2 separate regions of the Hordeum vulgare genome follow, and region 2 is linked to region 1. Evidence: chromatin contacts called from public HiChIP or PLAC-seq data. All regions are on one chromosome and are shown on one strand. Each heading gives the region's core, a stretch centred on a gene start, on an enhancer-like site or on the middle of the called end of the contact. The rest is flanking DNA. Distances are from core to core; before and after follow the strand shown.

The links. HiChIP or PLAC-seq counts read pairs in DNA pulled down with a chosen protein or histone mark.
Region 2: an H3K4me3 HiChIP or PLAC-seq map of embryo shows a contact between it and region 1, with 6 times the contacts expected there. The contact joins the promoter of LOC123403205 here to the promoter of LOC123401805 in region 1. A contact is called at or near these places in 1 of 6 Hi-C or Micro-C datasets (leaf) and 1 of 1 datasets of contacts at active chromatin or transcription factors (embryo).

Annotation. Positions count from the first base shown.
Region 1 is chr6H:513,235,757-513,242,782 of MorexV3_pseudomolecules_assembly, reverse strand. It overlaps LOC123401805 (multiple organellar RNA editing factor 3, mitochondrial-like), which reads left to right and starts at 4,567. Exons shown (of 4, transcript XM_045095655.1): 1 at 4,567-4,965. The coding sequence starts at 4,607. It also overlaps the pseudogene LOC123401806.
Region 2 is chr6H:513,657,080-513,664,105 of MorexV3_pseudomolecules_assembly, reverse strand. LOC123403205 reads right to left here and starts at 2,875. Exons shown (of 7, transcript XM_045097154.1): 1 at 2,551-2,875; 2 at 2,120-2,207; 3 at 1,950-2,021; 4 at 1,515-1,548; 5 at 1-892. The coding sequence starts at 2,581.

The DNA.
Region 1 (7,026 bases), core at 3,318-5,817:
AGTGCCCAGGGGAAGTCTAATCTTTGATACAAAACTTCAAAACCCTATCCTTTTACTAATATAACACATCCAAATTTTCAATGTAGTTTTTATAATCAAGTTCATATTTATCTATTTTAGATCATCTACCTAAAGCCTATAATTAATTAAGTATATGTCATGGTTATATAGCCATTTAAGAATAAACATTTAAAAAAAATTTAGGACCTCATTTCGATTTTCGTCCCGGGCCCCTAAATTTCAGGAGACGGCCCTGCAGAATCTATTTACAAATGATAAATGTTTTGTGGCGAAACTAAGTTATGAGTTGGATCCTTGTATCACAAATTGTTTGTCCAGAAAGTCTGTCACTGCTACTTGACAGCTCTTTTGAAGACGAGATCAACATTGAAGTCATATTAAAATGTCATGAAAGGGAAACGACATAGATCATTACACAGAATTTTTGTTCCAAGTAGCTGGGCCAAGCATTAGGCAAACAGTAACTGAAATATGCCTCACATATTAATTTGACATAAAACTTTTTGGACATTACGATCAGGATGAATTCAATAAGACAACAACAGCTGATCATAAGGACTTGCACAATTTGTATGTAAACTGCTGACCAGAGAATAGACGATTTGATACATATTAGTAGCAGCTCGGAAAGAAACCAGCATTGCACTTTGTTTAGTTAATCCTTGTTACAATAACAATGTGCCATGATCTAAAATATAGCATGCACAAAACCCATAACTAACTAAAGTCAGCATTCCACTTTGGTGAGCTATGTGCTAGTACCGATTTCAACGGTTACAAGACTGAGAGTTTGAGATGTGACCTTCAGCTATGCCACAAAGTACTCCCTCCGGTTCCAGTTACTTGTCTTAGATTTGTTTAGATATTGATGTATCCAACACTAAAACATGTCTAGATACGACAAGTAATATGAACCGGAGGGAGTAACAGATATTTTTTTAATAAGAAAGTCTGAAACAAGGTAATATGATTCAGATCAACATGTTTCTGTGCATATTCGTCCAATGCATGGTCATGATCCGTAACAAGTCAAATCTCATAACATAAATGACATTATGTTTTCCGGTGTCATATACTCATATACTCCCTCTGTCACAGAAATGGATAAAAATGGATGTATCTAGAACTAAAAATATGTCTAGATACATCCAGTTCCACAACAAGTAATTCCGGACGGAGGGAGTATTAAGTTTTCTCCAGCACAGAGAATTGCCCGTTGCAAGCTCCATACGTGAATATATAACAAACTCATATTACTTGCATCATGACTAACTATCACAAACAACAACCAAGTAATTAAGCAAACATACAGAAGCTGTAACAAAAATGCAAGACAACAGACAGGAAGCAAGGGCTAGCACCTATACCTGGAGTGTAGAAGCTCATGTAGGGTAGAACGCTAAGGTACTGTCCGGGCTCGTCAACCTTCCTGGCTCGCCCTGACTTTAGCTCTATAGTGAATAAGCCAACATATGTGCTTATGAAGATGACACCCACACCCTCTGCGGAACCAACCACAAATGGTTCCCATTTGAGATCGACATCGGGTATAATTTTCTCGAGCTCGATGACCCGGCATTGTACCCATTCTGCAGCTGCTTCTGAATCCACCTTCCGTGACCACAAACAAAGGCTAGAATTATTGATGCAGGCAAACCCCAGCGAACTGTCCTCCATCACCATGAGAGTCATTGGGGTCAAATCATGTGGCGGCTGGTTAATCATGGAGAAGCAGCTGTTTGGCAAGTTGTACTTGATGATTTTGTCAACCGACTGAAGAGTGAAGTAGACTGCATCTCCAATGACAGCTACTCGGCGAGGCATGACATAAGGTAGGTGGTAGAAGTATTCTGCAATGTCATCTCGCTTGAGCTGGGCATAGCCTTCACAACCTCAACCATCGTCCAGGCATACTGGCGCACTCCACGCACCTGTCACCGATGAGTACACTCTTGCCTTAACGACACGGTCGGCGCTACCGGTGGCCAGGAAGGCCACGCGGAAGGGGCCGCCTTGGCAGTCGAGATGTTGGCAGCCATCGGCGACGCAGAACACCGCGGCGGTCCAGATGAGCGAATCGAAGTCCAGCGCGGGCACGACGTGTCGGTCGCCCGTGAGGGGGTCCGAGACGACGAAAACCAGGCTCCTGTCCTGCACCATGTGGACGAGCACGCGGCCGTGGCGGCAGTCGAGGGTGGTGGGGTGCTCGCCGTCGCGGTCGGAGCCCGGGTAGGGGAAGTCCGGCATCGACGTGGTGGAGGCAAAGCGGTGCGCGGGGCCTCCTTGGAGGACCTGGAGCATGTGGAGGAGGCCGAGGAGGGGAGGGGCACCATGGAAGTCGCGGTAGCGGCGGCAGAAGGCGGGGTCGCAGACGATGCGGAGCCACGACTTGCAGACGATGGCAGCGCGGAAGAGATGCTCGGGCTCGTCCGGAGGGAGGCGTAGGAGTACCTCGCCGACGAGCTCGTCCAACAGCTCCGTCGGCGGCGCCATGGTACGGTAGTGGTCGGCGGAATGGATGGGGGTCGCCGCCGCCCGCCGGGTCGGGTGGGGAGGAGACGAGGAAGTGAGTGACGGCAAGGCACGCACGGCCCGTTCTACTTGGTTCGGTTCGACCAGGGTCTGGGCCGCAGGCTGGGTACATCTTATTCGGAGAAAAAAAATAAGAACATCGAGATGCAATTTTTATTCTTTTTAACACAATACAAACACAAACATTCATATTTTTTTATTTTTCTGTGGGGTCTTTGTTCTTTTCTCCATGTTTTTTGGACTATCTTTTCTTTTTCTATTTTCTTTACATATCTCTGGTTTTTTGTTTCTTTCTTAATTTTCATCCGTTTTGTTTTGTTGCTCCTTGTTTTCTCATGGGTTTTCATGGTTTTCTTAGGGTCTTTCATTCCTTGATTTTCTATCACTTTTCTTTGTTTCCTTTATTTTTCCTTGAACACATGTCTACATTTTTATACACATTTTAAAATTTTATGTACACATTGGAAATATTCATACACATTTAACATTTTCAAATACATAATTAACATTAAAAATATATTTGATGATTATTATTTTCATACACATTGTACATTTGTGGTATATACTTCCTCCATTCTTAAATATAAGTCTTTTAAAAAGTTTCACTAGGAGACTACATACGGATGTAAATAGACATACTTTAGAGTATATTTTGCTCCGTATGTGGTCCCTATTTAGGAATGGAGAGAGTATAAGAAAAAATAATAAACATGTTTAACCTTTTTTAAATATATGAGTAACATTTTTAATACACAATCAAGATTTTTTTTAAATGCCTTTTACATTAAACTTTTTAAATACATATTCTACATTTTTCATACAAATTCGAAATATATCTTTTTGTACACATTTAATTTTCTAGAAATACTACATGATTATTAATATTTTCATTTTTTTTGTCTTTGGTGACTACATTTTCAGACATATTGTACATTTTTTGTATATACCAGGAACATTTTTCTATACACGGATAAAGTTTTTGCAATATATGATTAACATTTTTCTTATACACGATCAACACTTTGTAAAATTATGTTTTACGTTTAATTTTTAATACATGTTCTATATTTTTTGTATACACAGGAATATTTTTTGTACACATTTAAATTTTTTAGAGAGATGATTAGTTTTTTTTAAATGCTTGATTAATATTATTTTAAATCCAGGACAAAAAAATTCACACAATGTATTTTTTGTATATATTTTTAGTATACATTAGAAACACTTTTATCCACGCAATTAACATTTTACAAATGCTTTGTTTTCATTTTTTTCAAAACAAATGTAATTTTTTTTGTTATATACATTTTGAGATATTTGGAAGTATAAGAAAAATTATGAAAGAAAAGCAAACAACAGCAAAAAAACATGAAAATAAAAACAAGATGTTGCCACCCGCGAGCTGGGCGGTCTAGTCTCGCGCTCGATATAGTGAGCTTATCCTAGGTCTTGTGTCATGCGAGACATAGTAGCCCCCTAAATTTAAACCAAACATTCAAAATTTATTTCACGTGTAACAATCCCTGCTAGGTTGGCCCACATGGATTAGGAGGCCACGACCTCGGCCAATCTACGTGGATTAAGCCCAGACCCTTTTTAAAAGAACACCACACTTTACTTATCAAATAAGTTTACTGGGATACATAGGTGATCCATGGATCATTAAACCACATCTAGCGATCTTACAGAGTGTAATGACAATCTAGCTAGTCTGTGTGTCTTATCACTGCTTGCGCGGTACTCATTGACAAATACTCACTCCGTCTTAAAATTCTTGTTTTAGGTTTGTTGAGAAATTGATGTATCTAAATATTAAAACTTGACTAGATACATTTATATATATATACAAATCTAAGACAAGGAATTTTGAGACGGAGGGCAAATTCACAACTCTGGAGTTGCCTCTGGGCCCGAACTAAACACGGCTAGGGACTCTGGGCCTGAGCCCAGACACATCGGTCTCGCGCACCAGCATAGCCTGCGCCGGCAAGTGCAAGCCCCTAAAAAAAATAGTGCAAACCCTCCTATTCCGACCTTCCCAAATTCCCCAACCATGGCGGCTGTAGCTGTTACACGCCGCAGGCTCTCGGCGCTCCTCCTCTCCCCCCGTGCGATACCCCGTCGCTTCCTCCTCCTCGCCGGCGCCGCTGCCTCCGCGTCCTCCGCCCACCCCTCTCCGTGGGCGCCGCCGTCGCGAGGGGCGAAGACGGCGTTGCCGGGAAGGCCCGGCCATTCTCCGCTTAACGACCCGTCCCCGAACTGGAGCAACCGGCCGCCCAAGGAGACCATCCTGCTGGATGGCTGCGACTACGAGCACTGGCTCATAGTCATGGAGTTCCCCGCCGACCCAAAGCCCTCCGAGGAAGATATGGTGGCCGCCTACGTCAAGACCCTCACCGCCGTGCTCGGAAGGTATGCGCACTTCTCTGGTTCTGCTATTCATCAGTCTGCGTTTATTTAGATTCTTCGAAAGCATTCTGTATGTCCGGGAACACCGGCCTTGTCCTTGCTGCTTGGTGTGATTTCATCTTCAGGCATATCCGTTCTTTTACGACTAGGGCGGATCATTCATAGTCCCAATCAGTATTAGAGAAACTTTAGTAGAGTCAGCTATATCCCCGGTCATGTATGGGATATGGAGGCCGTGCCAGCGACCGCTGTGCGCAAACACAGAGTTGCCATAATGCGGCCTTCATATCTTTTCTTTTCTGTTCTTTTGTTGCATCAACTCAAAAATCCACACACTCAATTTGAGGTACTAAAACACTAATTTGTGATAACATTGCATTACAAAGTGGTTAAGTAGAAGTAGAAAAGTTGATTGGCGACATTTATTTACTATGTCTTGGAGAAGCACTAGTTGCTCCCCACCGCGACTATGGTGAATGCAGTGCAAGCACACATGCATATGTGACGAGTCGACTGGTCCTCTACGCACGACGGTGTGACGGTCCAGCGACCACGTCTTCGTCCCATTCCTGCCGGCGGTAGTCAAGGTCGGAGACAGATTTTTCAAGACGGGCAAGCCCCAATGTGGTGCGGCTTGTCTCGATGAATGACACCATGTTCATATCGATTGTGTGCCATCTGATGCGCTCCCTCTCAGCCGCCGAGTCCATTTGTTGATCCTTGTAATGGAGCCGGATGGCACGGTCTCTCTTCGCCCGCAACGCCTTCCCAACGCCGGTATGCTTGAAGATTTCTCCGGGGCGGATGGCTGAGGCGTGGGCGGCGTAGCGCTCATCCAGTGCCTCCTTAACAGAGAGGCGGCAGGGAGCACGTGGTGCCCGGTATGAGCTGCGTGGGCGAGCCCTCGCGTGCTCATATGGGATTTGCACTTAGTCGTGTTGGATATCCCAAACAACGCAATGTGTTTTGGGATTTCAGTCCGACCACTCCTCCTGCGCGGGATCCTACAACGCGGCATCCTGCTCCATGGCCTCCTCCATCGCCTTGCAGCAATGCCACTCCTGCTCCTCGGCGATGAGGTCAGCCTTCTCCGACGCTTCCTCCTCATCAAAGATCCACTCCTCCTCCGAGAGCGAGACCCAGTTTCACCCAGGGAAGCGGCATAGTTTCACCCGGGGAAGCGGCATGGTGCAAGGAGAAAGAAAGTGGCTACAGGCAGCGGTGTTGGAAGTGGAGGTTGTGAGCTATCCGGCCATGGGACGACCTTTTTATAGCCGTGGGCGGCGGGCAGCGAGAAAATGCGGTGGGAGTGTCCATAGGCAGTTGGCACACGACAACCGCCATTAATTGTCACGCTTCCCGTTGCCATGGGTGAAAGGAGATGGGCCGTGTGGGAGGACGAGGATGGCGGTGAAACTTCCCTTCCGCGCAAGCGGTTGGCGATGGAGCGCCCTTCGAACCAACGCCCACAATTTCCAAGTATGGAGGCTCGTTGGCCTATATGGAGCGCCCTCTAAAAATTATGGTGACTCGGCACTCTGCTAGAGTAGCCTTTTGGGCCAGAATTGCCATATTGGCGGTTATTATGACGATCGGGCCGATACGTCGACTCTGCTATAGTTTTTCTTACCCTTTTACTTGAGGAGGTGCACAGTGCACTTTTTTCATTATTCTTCTAATTTTATTTCACAGTATCTCTTCACTTTAAGCCACCTGAAATGACCATTCTTCCTTACGTTGGCTAAAAATACGAACAGGTATTATTAGTGAAGATTAGGCACATCACAATGTCTGCCCAGGCTTTCTTCTTCCTTAAATCTGTTAGGAAGTATTAATATTAGTCTAGGAGTCCTTATTAGTCTATTAGTATTAGTCTAGGAGTCCTTATTTGTCTATGTTTACTTTCCTTGCACCTCAAGTCATGTGTAATATATATACGCCCCTTGGGCCTTCAATACAGAGAAGTTGCTTTCCTAACATGGTATTAGAGCTTAGGTTAATTTTTTAGCACGCACAACTCGTGCAGATTCAATCTCGCGCCGCCACCAACCTCCTCTTGGCCGG
Region 2 (7,026 bases), core at 1,626-4,125, 420 kb before region 1:
CCGGTAAATTACCATCATCGCACTCAAACAAGCATTCTGTCAAGTACCTCCTCACAGCTGCTTTGAATGATGCCATCTTAACTTCAGAACCTTGACCCGTAATGCGCCGCAGCAACTTCATGTCATCAGTATCGACGTTTGGAAGTGACCATAGAGCATTCAGGATATCTTGCTGCAATGATATAGTCGCACGTGGAAAGGGAAAGAACTCTGACTGTGAAATATCGATGCTCCTTAGTGTTAGTTTCCGATGTAGGTTCATCACTGACAATGCTTTTGCAAAGTTCTTTGGAAGATCCTTGCCTTCCTGCAGCTTTGCTATCATATTTCCACACCTTTTCCTTATCAAATTAATAAGATGGCTTCTGCTGGAAGTTCGAGCTACATGCAGAAATTCTGGGGGGCATGATTTTCCTGTGAGCTTTCTATTGATTGCAATAGCAGCTTGTTGGGGAATTTCATCCAGCCCAGCTAAAGCTTGATCAATAGATGACAGAAGCATTGGTGAAACAGGTGTTCTAAGACGGAGAGAATTAGAACGGTAGCTACATGGATTTGTTAAAATTTCAGATAATCGCATACCAGTTTCACTGTCCAACTCAGCCAAGTATTTTGGAAGGTGGTCCTTCACTATTTTAATCATTGTAGGCCTAATCTTCCTGAAATTAATCCCATTGTGGGCAACAATATTAGCCACTGACTCAAGTGCTTCATTGCTTAATTTGCTGATTGTACAGTGCATGATCTTCCAGCTTTCTGGACAGAGAGAGCCATCCTTCTGTTTTTGCAACTTAAAAAGCTCGAGACCATCCAGAACTTCATGATGAATGTAACACTTCCTTTGCAAACCAAAACTTTCTTCGACATTAAATCTTACCCTCTCGCTGGACACCTGGAATAAACATTTCTCGATAAGATGCCCAGTTACTGTCATGTTTATGCTACATGGATGTTAACTAAAGCAACAAAAAAGAGGGTAAAATAGTCTATAAGAGACCTCCGTAATAAAGAAGGCAGGAAAACCATGAGATAGTAATAAAACAATGCATTTCAAAAGTAAAATAGTATAAACTGCGACATAGTAACAAGAGATGTGTTGTATGTAATATACAAAATACTGCATAGGTTATCTTACAGAAGAGTACTCTCAAGGATCAAATCAAATGATTACTATGAAATTATTCGCCAAAAAGAAGTGATTACTATGAAATTGATAGAGCCAGCAAGTATGGAATATTGATCGAGCAATAACAATGAGCCCTAATCCCATCAAAGCCATGTTGTATATCCTTCCACAAGTGTAGTTATTTGAAGCAACATATTTGATCACACAGCATGTTAAAACTGCTAAATGTTCTCTTATTATTGTACTAGAAATATAATTGTCTGCCATTTATTCATATATAAACCTAACGGATAAATAAGTAGCTACGCAAGCAACATCAATGAGGGGAGTAAAAAACTGAAACTGAAAACCGTAAGCTGTAGGTTCTGTTAAAGTATGGACAACTTACTTCATCGGTCCTGACATCCGATTCAGCCAAGTAGCTGTACAACAGAGATTTTATGGGGGGTTACTAGAAGATTGATATGGCTAAAGTAACCTTATAAGTAGAGAAACACGATAATTGGAAATCTGGTAGGTTTGCCATATTTTACAACCCAAGATCACATGGAGCTGAGGTAACTCACTAAATCAGTGGATGCTGTTTTCAGATGAGCAATATGGGTCAGACTATGGGTCATTTTTGTGCATACATGAAGATTGAGTTTTGCTCTATCAAAGCTTTTGACACAAACTCTTGAAAAGATGGAGCCATGCATGGAGGTAACTCACTAAATCAGTGGATATTGTTTCAAATGAGAAATGTGCAGCTCTGTGAGTTGTAATAACGCGCCGCATCTAGTTTAGACAAGGAAATAACTGTCACAGGTAGTAGAATACTTACACAACTTTCAGAAACTTTGGTCGCTTAAGTTTGAAGGGGACACCTAATTCAGGATTCAGCGAGGCCAGCCATCTTCATGCATAGATAGATGAATAAAACAAATATGTAAGGTGCTGTTAAGAGGGGGCAGGGGCATGCATATAGAAGAGCAGAGCAAGCACTGCACGGACCTTCGCTTCTTCTTGATCAGACCTTGCTGCCGCAGAAAAAGAGAGCACAGCCTGTTACCATCCTTGAAAGAGAAGTCGGCCGTGTCCTCTGGGTAAACCACACAGAACAATATATTCAGATGTACGTATAACATAACAAGAGACAAATTGGTGTATGGATGGTGTCACTTCGAAGTGTGGAAACCAAGTATTATAAAACAAGATGATGTCAACAGAGATGCATACAGCTCAACTTGGATGCATCATCAATTCATTCAGCATGAGAAACACAAGCATAGCAACTATGGACGGACGCTGTCGCTAGGAAGTGCTTTGTATGCAGATTATTATTCTAGAAGCCCCATGACATTTACAGTAATGAAATGAGTTTCAGGTTTTTGCAGACTAGGCACTATAGTGGCTTCAGAAGAATGACGGTGAGATGAAATCACCTTCCTGTGAACCTTCCTGCGAAGAAAACATCTGGGTCCTTCCTTCCGTCGCCGCTGCCCAAGGTCGAAGTCGCCCGCGGCGGCCGCGGGGAAGCGAGACAGGGAGCCGCCAGCAGCAGAGACCGGATGAGGAGGGTAAGAGAAGGGATGGGTGAGGCAGCGGCGGCGGGGAAGCAGATGGCAGGGAAGCGGCAGCAGAGGACGGCGCGGCGGCGGCGGCGGCGGCGGCAGCTTCAGGGAAGCAGAAAGAGGTGGAGACCGGCTGCAAAACTCCTCCCCCGCATACCCTCTCCGATCTGTCGCCACCTGTCCTACCGGGGCATCCCACGGCACCCGCCCACGCCTTCCATAATAGTTTGATTTTCTAGCTTTGTGGTTGTAGCAATTTTTTTTATCCATGGGCATCCCTACAATATAATATCCTCCCCTAGAGCATGGTCGTATAAGAGCATCTTCAACAGCACGTCTAAACAAATTTATATATACGTTTTGAACGACCACGTTCAAAAACCGTCGTTCAGTAACTCATTTAACCTGATGTGTAACAATACACATTCTTCAAATTAGCCTTGACCATGTCCATGCTTGGATAACGTGAAGGCGTCATCCAAAGCATAACCGAAGCCATGATTCCTCCCTCCCGCCAACTCTGTCGCTCTTTCTTCTGCCAACTCACTTGCTCTGTCGCTCTTTCTTCCGCCAACTCACTTGCTCTGGAGACGACGAAGCACAACCGACGAGCGTCACCTTGCATAACCCTCCATTTAAAAAAACGCGTGTTTCTGACCATGATCTATAAAAACATTTAAAAAATCCTCACCTATATCTAAAAAATATTTCAAAAGCATTCTCATCGTGCCCAACCAGCTTACGCCATATGGCATAGTTGGTTGCCTGTCAATCTCACGATGCTTAATGTGTTTAAAAAAACATGAGTTTCTTACCATCATTTAAAAAATATTTAAAAATCCTCACCTATATCTAAAAAATATTTCAAAAGCATTCTCATCGCGGTCAACCAGCATACGCCACGTGGCATAGCTGGTTGGCTGCCACTCTCGCGATGCTTAATGTGTTTAATGTTGAACTTTGGTGTATCATCACAAGTGCGAGGTAGTCCACTTGGGGGGGCAAGGGATGCCGTCAATTCAAAAAAAACATATGCATATGTCAAAGCAAAATTCACTAAAAGACCGAATTGGTCTACTAAAGAGGATAAACTATTGGTGGCACCATGGCTGCACACAACTTTGGATGTTGTGATAGGGACACATCAATCTACAAATCCTTATTGGGGTAGTATCTATGATTACTATAGCACATGCAAGAAAGTGTCATGGCCGGTGCGTGTTCGAAATGTACTCAATTATCGTTGGAGCACTATTAATGAACAAGTCAACAAGTTATGTGGATACTATCAACAAATACTTAATAGAAACCAAAGTGGGGTGACTATTGCTCAGCAAGTACACATCCATCCTTTTAGTTCAATTCTAAACTTTTATATGTTGTGTGAGAGTAATAGGTGTTTATTTGTGCAGCCAGTCAAGGCACTTGTTTTGTACAAGTCCAAAGATCCTAAAAATAGGCCATTTGCATTAATGCATTGCTGGTTAGAATTGCAAAAGCACCCAAAGTGGGAGAATCATGTGGTTTCTAAGGGGCCTCGAAAAAAGCAGAAGAAGAATTCTGATGCAAGTCCACGTACAACATCTAATGATGAAGACTTCGGATGTACTAATGCTCTTGATACAGAGATAAGGCGTGATGGTAATAAGCGAGATAAAGAACGTTTATGAAAAGTTAAAGCTTCTGCTTCCGATGCTCTTGCTCTCAAGTTATCATTAGAAATTGTGTGGGCACAAAAGCTAGAGAAGGGCGAGGTGAAAGATGCCGCGAAGAATGCTCGTTATGAGCGAGCATTTGAATTGCAAGATAAGCAAATTACAATGCAGGAGAAGTAGATGGAAAACGAGGAGAGAGAGATGGAACGGAAACAGTTTGAGTTAGAAGAGAAGATCATGTCCATAGACACTAGTGTTATGAGTGGGGCACAACAACAATACTACATGAACAAGCAAAATGAGATTGTTGCTCACCGATAGAACACATCAGGTTTGTTGTGTGAACTAATTCTCACTATTTGTCATGTTAAGTATTTGTCGTCTGCACTATTTGTAGTTTGAGTTAGAAGAGAAGATCATGTCCATAGACACTAGTGTTATGAGTGGGGCACAACAACAATACTACATGAACAAGCAAAATGAGATTGTTGCTCACCGATAGAACACATCAAGGTTTGTTGTGTGAACTATTTGTCATGTTAAGTATTTGTCGTGTGCACTATTTGTCATGCTAAGTACTTGTCGTGTGAACAAGCATTATGGAAACATTGCATTATGCCATTACGGAAACATTGCATTATGCCATTATGAAAACATTGCATTATGGAACTGTACATGATAAGATTCAACTACATTATCACAAATGCGTAAATAATTATTCATTCTCAAACTTCTGTCAAATGTGCTCAACTAGATCATCTTGAAGTAGAGAGTGTAGTGCATTGTTTTTGATCAGTTGATTCATTTGAATAAGCATACTCGGTTGTTCCACATGAGTACGAGATGGGGTTACCTTTACTCCCATAGAGTCGTAGTTGTAGTCTAGTGGACCGCTGTCTCATTCATCTTGAACTACCATATTATGCATTATGATGCAAGCTTTCATGAAATCACCAATTTCTTTGTGTTTCCAACCTTTAGTTGGCCCCCAAACAATGGCAAAATAGGATTGCAAAACTCCAAAGGCTCACTCCACGTCCTTTCTAGCTCCCTCTTTTCTTCTGGCGAAACGTTTCTTCTTTCTGCTTTCTGGAGCTGGTATTGTCTTCATAAATGTTGCCCATGATGAATATATACCATCTGCAAGGTAGTATCCCATTGTGCATGGATGACCATTGATGGTATAATTCACTTTTGAAGCTTCACCTTCAGTTAGCTTTGTAAACACAGGTGAACGTTGAAGAACATTTATGTCATGATAGACCTTGGAAAACCAAAGAATGCATGCCGAATCCAAAGATCCTTCGAAGCAACTGCCTCCAAAATCATTATGAGCTTATTCACATGATCTTTAAACATGCCATGCTATTTCTTAGGATAATTTTTTCAAGTCCAATGCATGCAACCTATACACCCTAACATACCATGAAAACCTCTTTGCTCCCCTATCTCAAGTAATCTAGCAGTATATTCTTCATTTGGAGATATTAGATACTGGTCCCCAAAGACTTCACAAATAGCTATCACAAACTTTTTGCAAGTTGCTAGATTAGTAGATTCTCCTGAGCGACAATACTCATCCGCGGCATCAGCGGCATATCCATAAGTTAGTAGTCACATTGCGGCTGTCATCTTTTGTAGAAGATGGAACCCAAGAGCTCCATCACAATTTCTTTTTTTCTTAAAATAACTATCATGCTCAAGTACTGCTTCGGTTATGTGATTAAACAAATTACGAGACATTCTATACTTGTGCGGATAAACAAATATGAGATAGGGAGATGGCAAATAGGCATATAGAGAATAATGTTGTAATACTAACCTTTGTCGAAAATAACTTTCAGGAAAGGTTGGATTTTCTTTGAAGTAGTGGTCCCAGAGTAGAACAAATCTGGCATCTCTTCCGCGATACAAATGTTGTTGCCCCCGCATCGAATCGCCTTGACGTCGAGCATTCACCTCATCTTCCTCCTCGCACTCTGCGAATGCTGCAAGAATTAGTTCGCCATAGTCAGACGAAGACGAAGTCGGTGAATTCATGAGCATATCCAAAGCGAATCATGTTTAACTCATTATGTTGTGGGAGAGAAGACACGAGGACTTGGAAGAGAGATCAGAGAAGCACAAGATGGAATTATTTGAGAGAGGTGAGAATGAGTGTCATATATAGGCTTAGAATAGAACCGTTGGAGGAAAATGGTATTTGGATTGGTAGTTATAAAATAGTATTAAAATATAGGAGAGAGAATATATACATTCTGTATATAGACGTGCTACTGCAAAACTGGACGTGTATATGAGGGAATCTTTTTAGATCAAATATAGACATGCTATTGGAGATGCTCTAATAGTTCAATGAGTATAATTTTCAGATTTCAACTCTGTATTTCTGTTATCAGTATAAGCAAAATATGTTGCCCTGTTTTGCAGCAACTGTTCATGTCAGTTGCTTGGCTTGCATTGTTATGTGCTCAATGTTGCCCGCACCATCACGCGCAACTTCGTTGCGTCCCACGAAGCCTCCTACAGTTTAGATGTGAGAGTTTTTTGAACTTCTCTGAATTATAATTGATGCAGTGATAGTTCGGGTTTGCAAATAGGTTTAGAGTGGCCTTATGCTAATCTTGGATTGATAGATACTTGCGGTAGGAAGAGGGTTAATTGTGTCATCTTTGGGGTGAGGGTGGGGGTC